Linked DNA regions of Ovis aries: region 2 is linked to region 1. The links are chromatin contacts, called in public Hi-C maps. All regions are on one chromosome and are shown on one strand. Each heading gives the region's core, a stretch centred on a gene start, on an enhancer-like site or on the middle of the called end of the contact. The rest is flanking DNA. Distances are from core to core; before and after follow the strand shown. Region 1 has its middle 130 kb from the start of LDLRAD3. Region 2 overlaps LDLRAD3 (low density lipoprotein receptor class A domain containing 3).

Region 1 (3,737 bases), core at 684-3,183:
CTGCTAGAGATGTCCCCTGACTCCATTTTAAAGGAAGTTCCCGTTTATTAGTTAATGTTAATTTAATGATATCAATTAATAATGACAATTACAAGTAAAGATGTTAATAAGTCAATTCACACACCAAATGGGGAAAGAGGAGAGGTAATGCCTTGGAACCTTCTAATGGCCCTCTTCCGACTCTGAGAAATCTCCCAGAAGCCCCAGCAGGTCACATCTCATTCTGAACCACTCACTGACAAAGGGACTTCCTTTAGACCAATCAGGCCCTATCCCTGGAGCTAGGAGGTGGGGCATATTCCCAGCCCTGGGAAGGGGCAGGTGGCTGCTACTGCACTCTTCGTTAGGTAGACGATCTGAAACACCCATTTCAGAGACACTGCAAAATTCTCCACACACAGTAGATTCTCAGGTTGAGGAGGTCACAGGTAACTGGGCTTCAGGGGTCTTTTCTTAACTGTGCATGGGGTCATTAAACCTCTAATTAAAAGGGAGAGGAGAAAGTGAAGTGAGATGCTAAGAGAACCTGAACAGCTCAGAATGTTTAGCATCAAAATCATGTTGTAAACTTCCTTTGAATCTGTATTTACTGATTAAAAAAAAAATCTCTTAACATATCTCTCATCCAAGGCATAGCTGCATGCCCCTTTTCATTTCGCACTGAGAAGCTCCCGGTGTCTCGCGGGACATTCTAGAGTCCTTCCTGTGACCCCCTTGTGCCGCGTGGAGGTTTCTGCGTTGGGCCCACAGGGTCCAGCTCCCTGAATACAAATCTTAGCTCCAGCACATAAAGGTCTCTCTCTGCCTTTTTCCTCATCTGGAAAAATAACAGTACCTAACTCTTCAGATTGTTTTGAGGATGTCTTCTCTCTCTGGCAGAGGCAGCCTGTTGAAGACAGAATTTGTGAATCCTGGGAGGCTGGATTCTCCCCACTTCCTGCCATCTCATCAAAGAGTAGAACGTAGAACAGGACCATGAGAAGGCAAGGAATGTGCAACTTAATGAAAAGCATGCATTCCATAATTTAAGAAAATTAGAGTATTATTACTCTCCAGCACAGCAACAAGATATAAATAGACACTAATAAGTAAAATTAGGTTAATTGATGCAAAAAAGCATTGATATGATCCATAATAGGGTTACATTATAGAACTGTTTGCACCTGGTAAAGTCTGTTAATATACATGGACTTTCATTGTTGCATTGGAATGGAAACTTGTCGACTCTGCCGCCACTAGCTGTGTGATTTCAGGCAACTCTCTTTACCTTTCTGAGCCTCCATTTCATTGGCTATGAAATGAGACTAACAATTTCTTTCTTTCAATGAAGGACCAGATGAGGTAATGTGTGAAAGGGCTTTGAAAACTGGAAGGCACAATACTTTCCTTAGGTAATTAATAAGTATTGTACCTAATAATCAGCCACAATAAAAATATATTCAAGGAAAATGTAAAGACTCATTGTTTGAAACACCAATCTTAAAAAAGATCCATAAGTGCTAAACTCATGCTCTTCTTTACCATAGCGTCTATAAGACATTTATTTTGCTTTTTTAGACACTGACTTTTTTTTAAAATTAACATCACTTTTGGATCTCGTGGCATCTTCTTTAGGGGCAGAACAGTAATTGATAAACTGTTTCAGACAGAAATCTGGACGATCCAAGCTCTTGGATTAAGGTAACTCCCTTATAGAATGTATTTTCTGTGTAAACATGAAAACAGGATTAAGCCAAGCACTTCCTTGTAGATAAGGAAAATCGATGCCATGTGGGCTGAAGTGTTTGTAGTCTTGCTACAGAAATGGATGCACTATTTGTACCTGTGAGTTGTGCTATCTCAGACCATGGCTCCTTAGCTCCTCACTGCCTGTGCACATAGCCATAGTGATAGTCAGTCACTGTGGGTTAAAAGCAACTAATGTCAGACCCCTGCTGGCCTAGTCTGGCACTGCATGGGCAAACACAACCTCCAGTTCCCATTAGTGAGGAAACTGGCTACAGGGACAGGAGACTCGAGATGCCAAGGATTCAGTCTTATCTCACTTCACATGTAGGTGTCGATATTCATCAAAAACTGTGTCAAAATGGGAGCTAGAGGAAAGGTCAGACTTTACTTACAATAGCTCTTAAGAGGCAGCCAGGGATAATCCTCTCCATTCAGGGCAGTTTGAGGCTGGAATCTGCCTGTCCCTCCATTGCTAACGGCGCTTAGTATAGCAGTTGTTTTTTCAATATGCTTTCCAGCTCAGTTTGTTGCATGCTCTTAACTTCTAAAGGGGGCAGAGGTCTTCTCTCCAGCTTTTTCACTTTGCCTCTGAAAGGCAAGGAGGAAGAACTGTAATGGGTCAAGGTCAAAATGGAGTGCTCAAGGATATATTTAATGGGGCCATTATAATAGGAGGTAGAGTTTATAGGTACAGACTGCCCGAAAGGGGCTTCCCTGCTCTCTCCTCTTCTTCATGAAATTGAGATAAAATGGAGCCTGCCTGCAAGGAAAATGGGGTCCAGGGAGAGGATGTACAGGGTAACCCAAGGATAGAGAAAAAACACAAACGAAAACCTCGGATGAAGAGTGATGGCTCTTGTTTTGAGGAAGAGGCTGTTGATTAGTGCTCCTGGCTGGTAGAAATGAGACACAGCAGGAATGAGGATTTACCTTGGAGGAGCAAAGGCTGGCAAGTGGCCAGGTGGCTGAATCGTGTCTGGCTCAAGCCACAAGCTAGTGTTTCTGGCTACAGGGAATAGGTAAACCCCAGGGAGAAGACCAAGGGATTGGGATTTCAGAGCCACAAGGGACGGGGAAAGTCATTTCACTTTCTCTGTTTTAGTGGCCAAAGAGAAGAATTTTTCTTCCTCTCATGGTAGGGAGCTCTGAGGAGCATTTCCAATGACCAGAAGTCAGGTCCTTAACTCATTTCCTTCGCTCTAGCGACCCCAGTGACTTGAAGGTCACAGGAAGAAGATGGGATTGCACTAGGAACCTGGGCATCCTTCAGCCAAGCCCATTAATCCCTTCCTCTTCAGTGTTCAGTTTGGCTTGAGTGATGCGAATCCATTCTTCCCACTAAAACGAATTCATCTCATTAGCATCTCAGAGAATATCCTGTGATTGCAGGAAGGAAATCTATGATTGCCAGTCTAAATACAGAGGTCTCGGTGATTTTCAAAAGAATTGTTGGCTGAGCTGAGCAGGCGGTGAGAAACCCACCTCGATTTTCTGTAAGGTAGTCCTCTACATCAGTGGTCGCCACTAGGGACTGGTTTCGTGGAAGACAGTTTTTCCACAAACCAGGGCTGGGAGGATAGTGTGGGGATGATTCCAGTGCATTATATTTATTGGGCACTCTACATCAGCTCCACCTCAGATCATTAGGCATTAGATCCTGGAGGTTGGGGACCCCTGTTCTACATGGAAGAATTCTAAAATAGTTAGCTAGTCTTCTGTTGATGGATACTTAGGTCATTGCCAGACATTTGCCATTAAATACAATGCTACTTGGACACTCTCATGCAAAAACAAAAAACAAAAAACTTAACATGTCATATTTCTTTCAGTTAGAGTTCTAGACATAAGATTAAATATAGCCAAATTTCCTTTCCAAGCCCTTTTCCTCCCCAAGTCTTTGTTATCCTTCATCAATCAATTTATTATTATAATGCTAATATTAATCACAACTACCTTATTTCTTGAGGAGTTACTATGTGCCAGGCACTATAGTAAACACTTTCCATGTA
Region 2 (3,737 bases), core at 539-3,038, 240 kb before region 1:
AAAGGAAATCAACCCTGAATATTCACTGAAAGGACTGATGCTGAGGCTGAAACTCCAATACTTTGGCCCTCTGATGCGAAGAACTAACTCACTGGAAAACACCATGATGCTGGGAAAGACTGAAGGCAGAAGGAGAAAGGGGCAGCAGGGGAGGAGATGGCTGGGTGGCATCACTGACTTGATGGACATGAGTTTGACCAAGCTCCAGGTGTTGGTGATGGACAGGGACCTAGCATGCTGTAGTCCATGGGATCACAAAGAGTCAGATACGAATGAGCAACTGAACTGAACTGACACCTGTTCTCCTGCCTCCTTAGATACTTTTAAGGCTCAGGCCAGCTCCAAAGGACTAAACAAAGAGAATGAAAACAACTGTACGTGAATTAGGTACCATTCAATTAACCAGCTCTTTGGCCCTGGCCCTGCACCATCTTCAGGAATCACTACTGAGCTTCCTTGCCTTGTCACTGATGCTCAGCTACCTTCTCTGTCAGGGAGCAAGTCCTGTTATGATTTACATCTGCACCGGCAGACGCCTGCTCAGGCAACCACAGCGCGGATCACCAGCAGCCCGCCGAGCGTCTGGCAGAGGCTCAGAGAGAAGCCCGAGGCTGACAACAGCTCCCTGCTTGCACGGCCCCCCGGGGGGCTCAGGGGAGTCCTGGACAAAATCTGGTTGTCCCCAGCTCACCCCCATTTCCATGAAGGGAAGATTTCAGCAGGACACTCAGCAGACCCTGGCAGAAGTAGAAGACTCTCTCTGCCTAAAACCGCCTGACAGAGGCTGGCCCGGCGACTCCATCCCACTGAACACTTGAATCCACCACGTTTCACGGGCCTGCGCCATGAACTTTCCAAAGCAGCAGCTTTCACCAGCAGCAAGACAGAGCTGGGGGCTCCCCAAGGGGCTGGGTTATTTACTGATCTGAGCCCTCCCTTTCCTTTTAGAGCCTGACTATCACAGCTCTGGACTTCACGGATCAGTAAAATAGAATTATTTTTTTTTTTTTAGACTAGGTGAAAGTGGATGAAGGAATAACAAAATTGTCAACTTTTTTTTAAAACCAGAAAGGACATAAACAAATCTGCAATAACCTCTACTCACCATCGCCCTAAAGGAAAAGCTGCATTAGCATCCAAAATGCAGGAAGGCCACAGCCCGCGGACCAGTATTTGGAGATCGTGTCAGAACGAGAGAAGGGAACCAAGAGACGCCCGTCCTGGTGTCATCAGGCTGTGACCCTCTTAGAGCAAAGACTCCCATCTTCCTGTGGGTAACATCTGGGGCCCAGTAAAGAGTCACAGAGCTTCACGGGCCAGGAAACTGGATCCCACATGCGGCAACTCAGAGTTTGCATGATGCAGCTGAAGATCCTGTGTGCCGCAGCAGGACCCGGTGCAGCCAAGTAAATAAAACATTCTTTTTTAAAAAGCTGTGAGCTCATATTCAAACAGCAGTTGTTTTCACACAGACACACACACACACACACACAAAACCAAGCTCATTTAGAATTCTTAAACTCTTAACCAGGTCTATCCATTTTTTAAGGATTTACATTTTCCCTGTGCATAATACAAAACAGAGTTCAAGGGGCCAACATTTTTTTTTTTTCCTGCTCTCTCTTGGCAAAGAACAAAATATTTCTGAGCATCCTACTATCTGTCAGGCCCTGAGTCAGTTGTGTGGAGATTCCACAGCGCTCTCTAACTGATGAGGGGATTAGCAGGCTGGTCAATGAGCCTCTGCATGCAGTGCCGTCAGTGCTCTGATGGGGGAGCTAGAGGACACCTAATCTCAAACGGGGAAGAAGCTGATGTCGGAAAAGCCTTCTCAAAGGACAGGCAGCCTCAGCTGAGACACACAGCCCAGGTGCAAACGGATGTGATGCTCAGGCAGTTAAGGCCTTAGTTATGCATTCCACTAATAGTAATTCACAAACTCTGTCATTCCTCAGAGAATGAGGATACACAGGTGATAGCTATGCCATGGATGAGCCTTCAGTGTTGGGGGACTGTGGAGAGAAGGCTGTTCCAAATGGAGGGAACCCCGTATGCAAAGGCTAGGGGGCAGGAACAGTGTTGTTAATTACTCCCTAAGTCGTGTCCGACTCTTGTGACCCCATGAACTTTAGCCACCAAGCTCCTCTGTCCATTGGATTCCCCAGGCGAGAATACTGGAGTGGGTTGCCATTCCCTTCTCCAGGGGATTCTCCTGACCCAGGGATCGAACCCACGTCTTCTTCACTGGCATGCAGATTTTTTACCACTGAGGCACCTGGGAAGCCCAAGAACAGTGTAAAATGAAAGGGGGTCAAAATGAACTTGCTTCTCACGTCAGTAAACGTACCCAGTACTGTTTCTTTAATTAAAAAAAAATTTTAAACCCTATTTCTCATAAGGAATGTGCTATGAGATAGCTGCCATTCCACTCACATGAAAGGTGTGGGAATTATAAATCCTACAGTACAGTATAAATTAGAAAAGAAATCAAATTATAAAAGTCACAAAGTTTGAGTCATTACACACACTCCATAGCCCCAAAGTAAATACCCACATGTGTCCACCACTAGCTAAAAACTTTACGGAAAGTAATGGATCTGCAGTTGTTGCTATATTCTGTCCCCTGGTCCATTCTGTAAAAAGTCAAACTATGGTTCCTTTTAAAAGTCAAAAATGACTTCGTGGCTAGGGGTGAGAAAGCAAAAACAGCCTCATAAAAATAACAGACTTTTAAAAAGCAGTATATTGTTGGATTCTCCAAGAAGTCTGGGAAGGAGAAAACAGGCCTTTTACTGTAGTCCAAATGCACATGACAAACAGCCCAGTGAGCCAAACCCAGGCCTGGGAATCCAAGCCTCTGCAGATTCATTATTGCCTGAGCAAAATGCCCTTTGCCTGTTCCAGCAGTTCAGCTCCACATGACTACTCGGGTGGACTCCACTGTTTTATTGATCAGATATCGCAATGTGTGATTTCTTAAAAGGCCATCTTGGCTGTTTCAGAGATACACACTGGGGAGCAGAGAGAGCAAAGGACCACACGCTAACTGGACCACGAATATAGAAAGAGGGCAGGTAGCGGAAACAGCTTTGCAAGAAATTCAAATAGAAAATTCTTTCTAAACGTCTCTCTTTTATTGGAGTGTAACTGCTTTACAATGCTGTGTTAGTTTCTGCTGTACAACAAAGTGAATCAGCTATATGTACACATATATCCCCTCTCTAGTGAGTCTTCCCCTCCTCCTTCCAGCCCTCTAGGTCATCACAGAGCACCTGTGCTATATAGCTATTTCCCAATGTCTATCTATTTTACACATGGTAGTATAGACATAAACATTTCCTCTTTTATAATAAGAATAGGAGGTATATAACCTTGGGGATATCCAGGTATGACCTAAATCAAATCCCGTATGATTATACAGTGGAAGTGACAAATAGATTCAAGGAATTAGATCTGATAGACAAGAGTGCCTGAAGAGCTATGGACAGAGGTTCATAACACTGTACAGCAGGCAGTGATCAAAACCATTCCCAAGAAAAAGAAATGCAAAAAGGTTATCTGAGGAGGCCTTACAAATAGCTGAGAAAAGAAGAGAAGCAAAAGGCAAAAGAGAAAAGGAAAGATATACCATCTGAATGCAGAGTTCCAAAGAATAGCAAGGAGAGAAAGGAAAGCCTTCCTCAGTGAACAATGCAAAGAAATAAGGGAAAACAATAGAATGGGAAATACTAGCGATC

What was found. A called contact is a pair of places that touch in the nucleus more often than the background predicts.
Region 2: a Hi-C map of hypothalamus shows a contact between it and region 1, with 7 times the contacts expected there. The contact joins two enhancer-like sites. A contact is called at or near these places in 5 of 16 Hi-C or Micro-C datasets (hypothalamus, liver, mixed tissues and 2 more).

The regions. Positions count from the first base shown.
Region 1 is chr15:65,126,892-65,130,628 of ARS-UI_Ramb_v3.0, reverse strand. No RefSeq gene overlaps it. Among named protein-coding and RNA genes, the nearest start is that of LDLRAD3, 130 kb to the left of the region's middle. Within about 2 kb of position 1,933, at least 12 of the 54 cell types and tissues checked have an H3K27ac peak or open chromatin away from gene starts, as enhancers often do.
Region 2 is chr15:65,370,547-65,374,283 of ARS-UI_Ramb_v3.0, reverse strand. The region is part of intron 3 of LDLRAD3 (low density lipoprotein receptor class A domain containing 3); the gene reads right to left. Among named protein-coding and RNA genes, the nearest start is that of LDLRAD3, 120 kb to the right of the region's middle. Within about 2 kb of position 1,788, at least 6 of the 54 cell types and tissues checked have an H3K27ac peak or open chromatin away from gene starts, as enhancers often do.